Regions from separate parts of the Mus musculus genome. Here region 1 is linked to region 2. Evidence: chromatin contacts called from public promoter capture Hi-C data. All regions are on one chromosome and are shown on one strand. Each heading gives the region's core, a stretch centred on a gene start, on an enhancer-like site or on the middle of the called end of the contact. The rest is flanking DNA. Distances are from core to core; before and after follow the strand shown. Region 1 overlaps Itch (itchy, E3 ubiquitin protein ligase). Region 2 holds the start of Itch (itchy, E3 ubiquitin protein ligase).

The links. Promoter capture Hi-C pulls out the DNA fragments that hold promoters and counts their contacts.
Region 1: a contact with region 2 is called in a promoter capture Hi-C map of liver. The contact joins the enhancer-like site here to the promoter of Itch in region 2. A contact is called at or near these places in 2 of 39 promoter capture datasets (both in liver), 1 of 484 Hi-C or Micro-C datasets (nephron progenitors), 2 of 115 datasets of contacts at active chromatin or transcription factors (both in embryonic stem cells) and 1 of 9 other capture datasets (adipose tissue).

The regions. Positions count from the first base shown.
Region 1 is chr2:155,175,550-155,181,863 of GRCm38.p6, reverse strand. It overlaps Itch (itchy, E3 ubiquitin protein ligase), which reads right to left. Exons shown (of 25, transcript NM_008395.3): 7 at 2,777-2,822; 8 at 1,153-1,310. Among named protein-coding and RNA genes, the nearest start is that of Itch, 45 kb to the right of the region's middle. Within about 2 kb of position 1,848, at least 2 of the 459 cell types and tissues checked have an H3K27ac peak or open chromatin away from gene starts, as enhancers often do. A contact at or near this core is called in liver, where this site is marked.
Region 2 is chr2:155,130,051-155,135,939 of GRCm38.p6, reverse strand. It overlaps Itch (itchy, E3 ubiquitin protein ligase), which reads right to left and starts at 2,459. Exons shown (of 25, transcript NM_008395.3): 1 at 2,355-2,459.

The DNA of each region.
Region 1 (6,314 bases), core at 599-3,098, 47 kb before region 2:
CAAACTGCCTTTTCTATGTGACTCTGAATATCTGAGACTAATTTCTGATGTTGATAACGAGAAAATGGATATTCTGTATAAATGCTACTAAATTCATATTGTTTTTACATGAAATAAACATTTTTTTTGCTTTAAAATTATCATTTACTAGTAAGCTTGAATTTTTTATCAGATTTATTCACTTATTTTTGGTGTGTTTGGTTTGCATGTATGTCTGTGCACACCACATGTGGTACCTGGAGAGGTCAGAGGAGAGCATCCACTGAAACAGAAGTTATGGGTGCTGGGAACTGAATACAGTTCCCCTGCAAGAGCAACAAGGACTCTTAACAGCTGAAGTCCTTTTTCCCACCCCTACCGCCGGTCAGCTTTTTAAGAGATACAATGGACTAAGCAACCAAATTATTTTGTATAAGATGTGTCACAGTCATCAACCACACAAAGTTTCCATCTAACTACACTATATTGTTTATACTTTATATAATACATGTTATTTTCATACATTCATTTTTTCATTCATTCATTCATTCATTCATTCTTCCCCCCTGCTCCACCCCCCAGAAAGGGTTTCTCTGTGTAGTCTTGGCTGTCCTGGAACTCTCTCTGTAGACCAGGCCCACCTCAAACTGCAGAGATCCATCTGCCTCTGCCTCCCGTGTGCTGAGATTAAAGGCGTGCACCACCAGCACCCAGCATTATTTTCATTCTTATTAAAGTCCTGTCCCACATAACTTCATTCCTAAAAGAATAACTTACAGAAAGGCAATTCTAAGCTGCTTATGGCAAGGCCATTCTCAGTCAAGTTTTTAAACGTAAAAAAGCAGAAGCCAGATATGGTGGCTCATACCTGCAACTCCAGCACTTGAGAGTTGAAGCAGAAGGATGACTAGGTTGGAGACCAGCCTATGCTACAGAGTAAGATCCTATCTAAATAAAATACCAATGACCCGAAACAGCTTCCCTGACACCTACGTAATAGTCAGTTCCCAAACAGAACATTATTTAAAAACACTAGGCATGGTAGTACACACTCCTGATCCCAGGCTGAGGAAGAAAACATTTGAGGTTAACAAGGACATCATCTGGAGACTTTATTAACCCTTCCTACAAAAAAACTTATTATTTATAAAACAACACTGAAGGCTGGAATACCTGGTCTTCGTGGGGTGGGTGGAGGTGGTCTCGAAGGTCTAGGAGGTCTAGAAGGCTTAAAACCACCATTTGAAAGGGACGGAGAATTGTTCCCATTGGCCCTCTTGTTTTCCCCTGACGCTGCAACCTCAGGGTCCTCTGATCCATTTGTGCTCACTCTGGATTAGAAGAAAACCACCTTATGATATCATTTATTAAAAAGACATTTATTGAAGAGAACCTTTAAACAATGTAACTTTTGAAGGCACCAAAATCATACATATTGCTACTGTTAGGACATCCATTCTCACGATTTTCTCTTGAGAAGCCTGCACTCATATCTTGGTGTGCACTGGCCTTTTCTTAAGCGGCTCTTTCCCTTAACCTTAGGCTTACATCTATGTTAAAAACCTTTGTAGCCAAACAGGGCTACACATGCCTCCAACACAGCATCCAGGAAGTAGCAACAAGAGGAATTGGGGCATTCAAGACCAACCGTAACCACAAATAAAGTTGAAGGCCAGAGAAGCTACATGAGAATAAAGCCACTTTCCCGTGTGAAAATGAATAGTGCAGTTCTCAGTAAGAAGTTACCTAAGAGTGCACTTGTAAGATTAATACAAGTGTGATTCTAACAAGGAGGAGTTCTAGTTGTGACAGAACCACACTATGGACTTTGGTTTTCCTAAAGACTTTAACCCTGTGTTGTTTGTTTTTTCCTTCTGGGAATAGAATCCAGGGCTTTGGGCACATTGGATGAATGTTCCAGCAAATGAGCTACACCCAAGCCCTTTAAAATATTTTAACATGAAAATTTCCATGCATTACAAAAGTAGATAGGTAAAATAGGAATTTTCTGTACTAGTCTACCCAACTTCCAAACCATAATATTTTGCTCTATTTCCTTTTATATAGCACAGTCTAGCCTTAAAAATCAAGTTATCAGCGTTGGTCTTTGAATGCTTGACCCTCCTGACTCTACCTCCTAAGCACTGGGACTCCAGGTCTGTCCCCTTCTTGGCTCCTGCTTCATCTGTTCTCCCCAGCAGCAATGTGATAAGATGACATGTTCTCTTTCTAATAACTTTCCATTATAATCCACAACATTGTTTTTTTGGTTCTCATATTTTTTAAAGATTAATTAATTAATTAATTAATAAGTAATTACTTGTGTCTGTGTATAGGCACATATATTTATACAGGTGCCCATGGAAGGCCAGAGAGGTGTTGGTCCCCTGGAACTGGAGTTACATGCAGTTTGTGAGATACTCAACATATGTGCTAATAGAATGTGTTTTGTTTTGTTTTAAAGATAGAGTTTCTCACTTAGTAGCCTAGGCTAGCCCAAGTCTACACTATGTAGTCCAAGCTGGCTTTAAACTCATGGCTAGCCACCCAAATGCTGGGATAATATAGATAAGTCAAAATACTTGGCCCATAGCTTATCAATCTGAACCTGAAAGTTAGTAATTATTCCTGAGTATTATGTATGCATTTATGCATGCATACACAGATGTGTTTACATGAGTGTCTGATCTCCTGAGCCAACCTTCTAGCCCCCTAAACCTGATGTTGAAATAAATTGATCAAGTTAACGTTCTTGCACATTTCTGCACTCTGTGGTAAGCAGTCATGAGCTTCTTACCTTGTATCATCTCTGGTTCTGCAGCCATCATCATTCTGTGTAGTACCTTTAACATCAATAAGTTTAAATAAAATGAGATTCAACAGAATAGTTTTCAACTTAAACTAAAAGAAAGAAAAAAAGCAAAGCCTTTTATTAAACTATTAAATCTTTCTAATAACAACTATAAATCCAAACATGATTTTTAAAGGGAAAACAGGAAGCTCAAATTCTTCAATTCTATACAAATGCATATCATTACTTAGTCAGAGGTTAGTTAAGGTATGTCGCTCACACCTCACTTCTGCATTTTTTGACTCTAACTCAACAAGCTGGCACTGATTCCTCGTGCTTTCCCCTCAGCCTCGTGAGGAGTAGTGTGCACCTTCACACACAGCTTTTAACCATTTACTTCATCTGAAATATGGGAGAAAGGTACAGACAATACAAAAACAACTCCAAAATAACAGAGCTATTAATAACCCTTTATATAAAAGAGCTTGGGGAAAAAAATCAGAGAAAATGCAAAGACACTAAGAATTCTCTGAGAGGAACAAGACTCTGTCTGAAAAAACAAGTAAGTTTCAAAGAGGCCGAAATGGATGCCGTATGTTTATGCATTCTTCTAGTTCTATTCACAGGAAGGATTCCTAGGACTCTGTCAGGACTGTGTAAGGTGTTAAAATCAGTCTGTGGACACTGAAAAAGACAGAAAACTGAAAACTGCATAGTACTCCAGTTGAACATGTTGGAGTCTAAGAATCACTGAAGAACGATACCCCAGACTCAAATAGGATGCAAAAGCAAGATGTTTACTCAACAGAATTTCCTGCATGCAGGGGTCTTCCCATCCGGGAATGGAGACAGCTAGTAAGCTTGTAGACCCAGCTTTTACTGTCAGGGGAATTCCAGGGATGCATGTACCCTTTTACCTAAATAAAATAATACAAATCAAAGTGCTTGTAAACTGGAAAATAAAAATTAAGAATATAACAAAAGTCCCACCTAAAGAAAACATGATCACAGTCTGTTTTAATTTTTAAAATATCACTCATCATATCAAATAAAAACATAAACACAAGGCAATTTAGAACACATATTATTCTTAGAGAGGACCTAGGACCAATTCCCAGCACCAAGATGGTAGCGCATCAAGGGGTTCCAGAAGTAGATCTTCTGATCTCAGTAGGAACCAGGCACTGCACATACATTCATGCAGGCAAAACATTAATACATATAAAATAATATAAGTAACAACGGCAAAGGAAAATAAATTAAGAAATTATGTTGGCCTTTGGAGGAGGGCAGGCCAACTAATATTTTGAGTACATAAAAATGTTCAAATATAAGTCAATTTCAAAAAGACTACAGGAGGAGGGTGTAGTGGTGCACATCTTTAATCCAAGCACTCAGGAGGCACAAGCACAGGCAGAAGAATCACTGAGTTCAAGGCCAGCATGGTCTACATAGTGAATTCCAGGATAGCCAGGGCTACATAGTAAAACTTGTCTCAAAGAAAAAAAGGAAGGAAGAGAGAGAAAAGAAGAGAGAAAGAACAGCTCTGGCAAGTTATCCTTGGACCTCCACATTATATGGCATATGAAGGCATCCACACACACAAGTAAGTAAATGTAGTAAAAACCCTCTTTTACAAAGAGGATGGCTTCAAATTTAAGACCAATACAGGGTACAGAGCAAGTTCAAAGCCAGCCATACAGTGAGGCCCTAAAATAACAGCAATAATAAACCTAAGCCAGGCATAGTGGCTCACACATCTCAACGTTCAAGAGGCTGAGGCAAGAGGATTACCTTGATTTCAAAGTCAGCCTGAATTATAGTTTGGGACTGTTTCAGTGTTGCCCCTCCCCAAAATAAAAATATCAGGTATATGGTCAATGATTAATGCTTGCCCAGTTTAACTCTATGAAGAGTTTTGGGGTTTTCTTTTTTTTTTATTTTAAACATTATTATTATTTTTTTTTTAAAGATTTATTTATTTATTACATGTAAGTACACTGTAGCTGTCTTCAGACACTCCAGAAGAGGACGTCAGATTTCATTATGGATGGTTGTGAGCCACCATGTGGTTGCTGGGATTTGAACTCGGGACCTTCGGAAGAGCAATCGGTGCTCTTAACCACTGAGCCATCTCGCCAGCCCCTTAAACATTATTATTAAAATGTTTTTTAAAAAAAGAATAAAGATCTCTATAAACATACTGTCTTATAGTAAGCAATCAACAAATGACAGCTCTTATATCTGGCTAATTCAATTCTAAACCATTAAAACTTCTTCCAATTAAATTCTTTTTTTTTTTTTAAAGATTTATTTATTTATTATATGTAAGTACATTGTAGCTGTCTTCAGACACACCAGAAGAAGGCATCAGATCTCATTACGGATGGTTGTGAGCCACCATGTGGTTGCTGGGATTTGAACTAAGGACCTTCGGAAGAACAGTTGGTGCTCTTAACCGCTGAGCCATCTTGCCAGCCCCCAATTAAATTCTTATAATTTAAACCTATTTCCAAAAAAATCAGGTTAAATTATTTTCTCATTTGAGCTGAAAAATGTTAATATATAAATGTCAATTTCTATAGAAAATAAACAGTAAATCTCTAAATATGTGAGCAGTTTAGATTTTAGCATGACTTTTGCATTAAGTGCCAGCTACTGAGAAAACTAGCCTACAGACAGGAAGCTGCAAGCACCCAGGGTTAGGGTAGTTTTAAGAACATAATTTATTTATACTTTATCTTTTGGTGTGTGTGTGTGTATAGATGTAACTACTACAGATTTCCTGTGAACAATATGCAGTTGAAGTTCAAGTCTGAGGCAGTATAGCCATTTCTAAATTTTCTTTCTACTTTGTAATTTCCTTTGAAAAAAAAAGAAGAGGGGTGAGGGACACAAGAAGGTTCAGTTGGTTAAGGTACTTGCCACCAAGACCAATGAGCTGAGCTCAGAGCCCAGGACACACAAACTGTCCAAACGCCCACACGGGATGCGCGCTCACACAAATTCCTGCTATAAAACAAATGTGTGGGCTAGAGAGGAAACTCTCCAGCAGTGAGCACCAGAACCTGATAATCATGGCTCTATAACTACACTCTAAGTAAACTTGTTTTCTCAGACGAAACACCAAGACTATTACTCTATGTTCTATGCCATAGGGCCTTTGGAAATCTGTGTTAAAAACAAAATTAAGAGACAGGCAAGGTGGTGCACGCCTTTAATCCTAGCACTTGGGAGGCAGAGGCAGGGGGATCTCTGAGTTTGAGGCCAGCCTGGTCTACAGACAGTTGGAGCTACATAATAAGACCCAAAAAAGCAAAGAAAAGAAAAAGAAAAAAAAAAGAGAGGGAAGAGGAAGCAGGAAGATGGTTGAAATATGTAACATGGTTAAATAAGTTTACCATATTACTAAATGAAAAAAATATCGGTTATGAATATCCTGGAAAGATTTTACTAAAAACACTATCAGATATCACTAGAAACTTCTTTATTGTGGTTAATTCCTCTTTAACAGAAACCAGTATATCCTACAAACTATAAAATG
Region 2 (5,889 bases), core at 1,210-3,709:
TTATTTTTTGCTGCTTCTTCATAATTGTAATTTTGCTACTGTTATGAATTACAATGTAAATATTTTTGGAGCTAGAGGCTTGCCAAAGGGGCCAAAACCCAGCTTGAGAACCACTGCTCTAGAACCTCGGGTCCATAGACTAACCCTTTTTTGAGCCAGGACCCACTAGGTAGCTGTGATGGCCTGGAACTAACCATGTTGACCTTCATACATAGGTCTTGCCACTTCCCTCAACAATCCCACACAGGCCACTTCCACTTCCTCCCCCATCTCAAAGCTTTTTGTGCTGTCTTTGTTATAACCATACTATGATTTGCCTCAGTGTTCCCAAAACCATCCCAACTACCTACAGCCCATCTGTAAGTAAAGTTATAGAAGCCAATCCAGACCCACTATTCTATCTCAAAACTGAGACCTGAGAGCATCTACTTTTTTAAAAAGGGTCTCAAGTACTTCAGGCGGCCTCACCTCCCAATGCTTCTGAGAGCTAAATAAACTTGGGCCTTGTGTGTGGTAAACAAGCACTCTACCAACTGAGCTGAAAACTCTACTTTCAAAAATCTCTCCTGGTCCAGCAAAATAGCTCAGCAAGGAAAGTCACTTGCTATGCAAGCCTGATGACCTGAGTGTGAACCCTAGAACACACAGGAAAGAGGAAACACTCTTGACTTCCAACTCAAGTCATGGTGTGCGCATGCACACATACACACACACAAATAAACAAATCTCAAAACTTCTCCCGAGCCCACTCTGTTGGTTAAGCACCTATAATCCCAGCACTTGGGAGGGAGAGGCAGGAAGACAGAATGACGTTTGATGCCAGCCTAGGTTTACACACAGTGTGTTCTAGTCCAGTCAGCGATACAGAGCAAATCATGTCTCAAAACAAAAACAAAAAAATTAAAAGCTCTTGTAATTACACTAATGGCCAAACCTTGGGACCATGGATCAGTCTGTCTCTTAAGTAAATCTTTGTTGTTGTTTTGTTTGTTTGTTTGTTTGTTTTAAAGAATGTAGAATTTACTCTAGAATACAGTAAAAAGTATTAGGCACTTGCTTTTGGATTCATAGTATATATATCCTTGTTGACATCTGAAGTTTGAATTCCTGAACTCACACATACAAAGTATATTCACTGTTCAAAAGAAAATTTCAATCTTTTTTAAACCTGCAAAATTAAGCCTTAGGTAACCCTGTGATACACAAGGCTGAATCTCAAACTTGCCCCCAAAAGACTTTATTTCAGATGAGAACCAAGCCCTCTGCCAATCCTGGGAGTGAACATACACAGCCTTTACCTACTTTCTTAAGATAAGGATACAGGAGAACCACCCACTTAAGAGAATGATGATGGGTGGCTAGATGGTGTTCTGTCAACTGTGAAGAAGAAAACCTCCCTCTTCTCCCCACTGCCCCCTTTAGAACAAGTTCACTGCAGCTTAAAGAGGAACAGAAGTCTCAACAGGATTAGGATTCTAACACAGCCAAGAAAACAAGCGAGTGGGGAACTGTGAATTTGGGGTACTTTGCAAGTCACCTGGTCACATCTCTAACTTTAGGCCCAATGCCTACTTCGGGTGCACTGACCCTTATATATTTTTTTTCTCTCTTGAAGTTGCAGCCGGGAACTATGTCTCAAAACTCAAGTCTTCTATTTAAAAGTCCTGCCCTCATTGGGCTTCCACCTTTCAAATGCGCTCACCTCTACTTTTTTCTTTGCTCAAGAAAAGTACGCTCTCGGTAGAAAGGGCTGTGACAGCTCCACGTCTGCAAAAGTCGGTGGCGCCGGCCTGGGCCGGGACCACCATGAGTGGGGACAATGGAGGGAGGAGGGAAGTACAAGACAGAAGGGGAAGCAGTCACTGGGGAAGGTCCTCTGCGAGTGGGAGCTTGGAAAAGTCTCGGGGGGAGCCTGCCAGGTGGCAGGTGGGCCCGGCCGCCGCCCCTCAAAGGGCCACGTCGCGCGGGCGGGCCGCTGCCACCGGGCCCCGCGCGTAGGCCGGGCCGCGGGAGAGGAACCCCCGGGCGCGGCAGCGGGGCGCGGGGCTGGACCCTGCCCACGTCCGCCGCGGCTCGGCTCTCTCCCAACTTGGGGCTCGCGGGCCTACAGGCTCCGGACGCCTAGGCCAAGCACTAGCAGTTCGGCTCGACCTGCTGACCCACCCGCCACTCGGCTCGGGCCACCAGCCGGCTCTCCGGGCGCCCCCCACGGACACCGGCTGCGGGAAGAGCAGCCCCGGCTCTAGGTCCAGACTCGAGCGCCACACTCCTCTACCCTTCGCATTCCCCATGCCTTTTCATCCAAACTCCCTCCAAGCCACAGAAATGACCCCAGTCTGCCTGCGCGTGTTTACCGGGACTCGGGGCGGCGACGACTCCTCAGTCCCTCCGCTAAGATGGCAGCCGGTCCCGAGCCCCGACTACAGCGACTAGAGCTACTTCACACCTAGTGCGCAGGCGCGGCCTCCTCGGCGCAGTCCGGACTACAGGCCCCAGCAGGCCTTGCGCGCCAGCCTCCTAAATCATTTTTCCTCACCTCCAGGTGAAGTGGACACTAAGCCTTGCTCTCTACATCTCCAAGGCTTTTTTCTTTTCTTCCTTCCTTTCTCCTTTCCTTTCTCCCTTCTTTCCTTTCTTCTTTCGTTCCTTCCTTTTGACCCCTTCTTCCCCGCCAGGACCTCTAAAGACTGTTACCAAATGCTAGCGTGTCTCAGAATCACTTGAACAGCTTTTAAAAACAGACTGCTGAGCTCCACCGCCAGTTTCTGACTCAGTAGATCTGGGATGGAATAGGGGTTGCTTTATAATCTGCATTTTTATCAAGTTCTCTCCTGATACTCCTAACAGCAGGAATCACAATTTATGAAGCACTGTGCCGGTTCTATCCTTCTGGAGTTACACTGTTTGGGTTCAAATTCTCCTTTCTCCACCTTTTGACAGGAAGTTCTTAGGAGGGTGACAGCTTGACAGCGCCAAGGCGGCATGAGTTATAAAAACTGAAAAGCATACTTCTAAACGTTTACAACAAAACTATGTGAAAGATGCCATTGGTTACCTTTTCAGATGCTTAAATTAAACTTCTTAACCCAGGCAAAACACATCTAATCCTACCGAATTAATAGGCTGTGCAGTGGTAATAATAGAGGCACGTGATAATTAGCAAACTTTGCTATTATTGTTTATCCTGTTTCCTCGTAAGGAAACTATCTAGAAAGTCACTTAAACTTTTCGAAATACCTTTGAAACTACCATATTATGAATTATGTGCTGAGTTTATTAAACAAAAAAGATTCTGAGTTGGGAGGATGGTTCAGTGGGTAAAGGCTCTTGCCATGCAAGCACAAGGATGTTTGAAACCCCAGCATTCATATAAAAGCTGGCACCAACGGACCCCTAACAGTGGTGGGCAGACATAGGAGCTCCCTAGTCAACGCCCTAGACCACACAGCAAGCTTCAGGTTCCATTAGAAGACAGAGACAAATGGATCTCTGTGGGTTCAAGGCTAGCCATGTCCAAATATCTTGAGAGTTCTAGACCAACCGAGGTTACGTGGTGAAACCCTGGGTTTGGGTTTTTGGGATTTTGTTTTTGTTTTTTAGTTTTGGTTTGGTGTGTTTAAGTATTTAAAAGTTCTTCTGCACTTCCAGCCAATGTTTGCCACATTAGGGATTAAGCTGTAAGAGTTGGCTCAAGATGTAACTCACTAGTAGATACTTACATAGCATTGATGAGGCCCAAGATTTTATCCCCAATATTGAGAGAGTGGTGTGCTCTAGGAGAATCTGGGTTGGTTTCTTGTTTCGTTTTGTTTTGTTTTTTAAACTAGCATCCCAGATGATTCTTGTCACTGGGCATACTATAAGATATTTTAACAAATATTATAAATATATTTTGTTACTTTATTATTTTGTACAGAAAACAACTGAATATAAAGGAAATTATTAATTGGCCCAAGATCACTAACACAGAAACCAAGGTTCCAAGCCAAGTCATCTAGTTCCAGATAATCTTTATCTACAGTTTTTTCTTTATTTAGGGGACAAATTCTCACTAACTAACTCAGACTGGCCTCATGCTCAGGATGCTTCACGCTCAACCTTCCCAGTAATGAGATTACAAGCATGAATTACCACACTCAGCTTGCCTACATGGGTTTTGCATTTCTATTTTATTTATTTTTATAAGTGTGGAGGTCAGAGGACAACTTCTAGGAACTGGTTCTCGGCTCCCACTGTGGGATCCAGGTATCAGGCAGGGGTGGAACCCAAGTAGTCAGGTTTGTAGATTGGTTGGCCAAGCCCCATAATTTAAAACTTCTCCTTTTTTGGGTTTGTTTTGGTTTTGGTTTTTTTGAGACAGGGTTTCTCTGTGAAGCCCTGGATGTCCTGGAACTCACTTTATAGACCAGGCTGGCCTCTCGAATTCAGAAATCCGCCTGTTTCTACCTCCCAAGTGCTGGCACTAAAGGCGTGCGCCACCACTGCCCAGCTCAATTGAAAACTTCTATGATAGTAGGTAAAACTAACGTGATGAAAGTTAAAAGCTATACTCCAAACTTCTCCCAAGAAAATCTTTTTAAAAAATTATTGTTCTGGGGATTTAATGTTGGATTTGTATATACTATACATGTGCTATGTCCCTAAGATGGACCTAACCCCTAGAAGTTTAGAAAGTTCTAGATGAAGCCAAGAATGGGCATTTTCCCAGTGATGCTGACACCCAGGAATCACATTTTGTGACCTACTGAACTATATACTGCCTTAGCCTTCTGCCAGTGTCAATGGGGGAATCATCTCTGACCTGCAAGGCAGGAACTAGCAAGAATTAACAATGTGGACTTCAGAGAAATATGGATTTTTAAAATTCAGTCCTTCTCCCAACAACTCACTGTTACTGAACCAATGTCCAACTGCTTGTCACTGAATGTCAGCCCTTTTCTAGAGGAAAATGATGAGAAGGAAACCACGTTTATTCAGAGACTGACATCCTGAGGAGGTGGAGCCCAGTGCCTCCAAGGTTCATCTCAGGAAACTTGAGGTCACAAAGTTTGTGTGTATGTGCGTGTGCGTTTATCTGTATATCTGTGTGGCTCAGTGTATGTGTTTGTGTGTGTATTTGTGTGTCTCTGTGTGTTTTTGTCTCTGGGGTTGAGGGATTTCAGAGGGCAGAGGTAGAATCTAAGTGTCTTCTTCAATCACTATTTTCTGAGATAGAGTGGCTTACTAAGCCAGGAGGTCACCAATTCAGCTAGACTGGCTGGCCGGCACACTCCAGGGGTCCTCCTCTTTCCCACTTTCCAGTACTGGGATCACAGGTATGTGTCACCAAGCCCAGCTTTTGACATGGATACTGGTAATCACAACTTTATATTTGTGCAGTAAGCACTCTACCTACTAATAAGCTATCTCTCCAGCCCAATGAAGGGCTTTTATAAGAAATGAAAACACTGAAGCCGGACGTGGTGGTGCACGCCTTTAATCCCAGCCCTCAGGAGGCAGAGGCAGGCAGATTTCTGAGTTCAAGGCCAGCCTGGTCTACAAAGTGAATTCCAGGACAGCCAGGGCTATACAGAGAAACTCTGTCTCGAAACCCCACCCCCCAAAAAAGAAAACACTGGAGGGTGAGGATGGTGATGGGCAAACCTAGAACAAGTAACAAACATATTACCTCTCTCCAAGCTCAACATCATACCAACTTACGTGTTTTGTGTTATCTGATGCCCCGAATCCAAGGACATGGAATGGCTGTACACATTCCGATATTATATGAAGGTCAGGGTTCTAAATCTAAACTAAGACGACTTAACAATTAACACCTTAATCACCTAAGTTGAAATTTTTTCTTGAGAATCTAGAATAAGAATTTAGAATACCCAGCAAAGGGAGGGG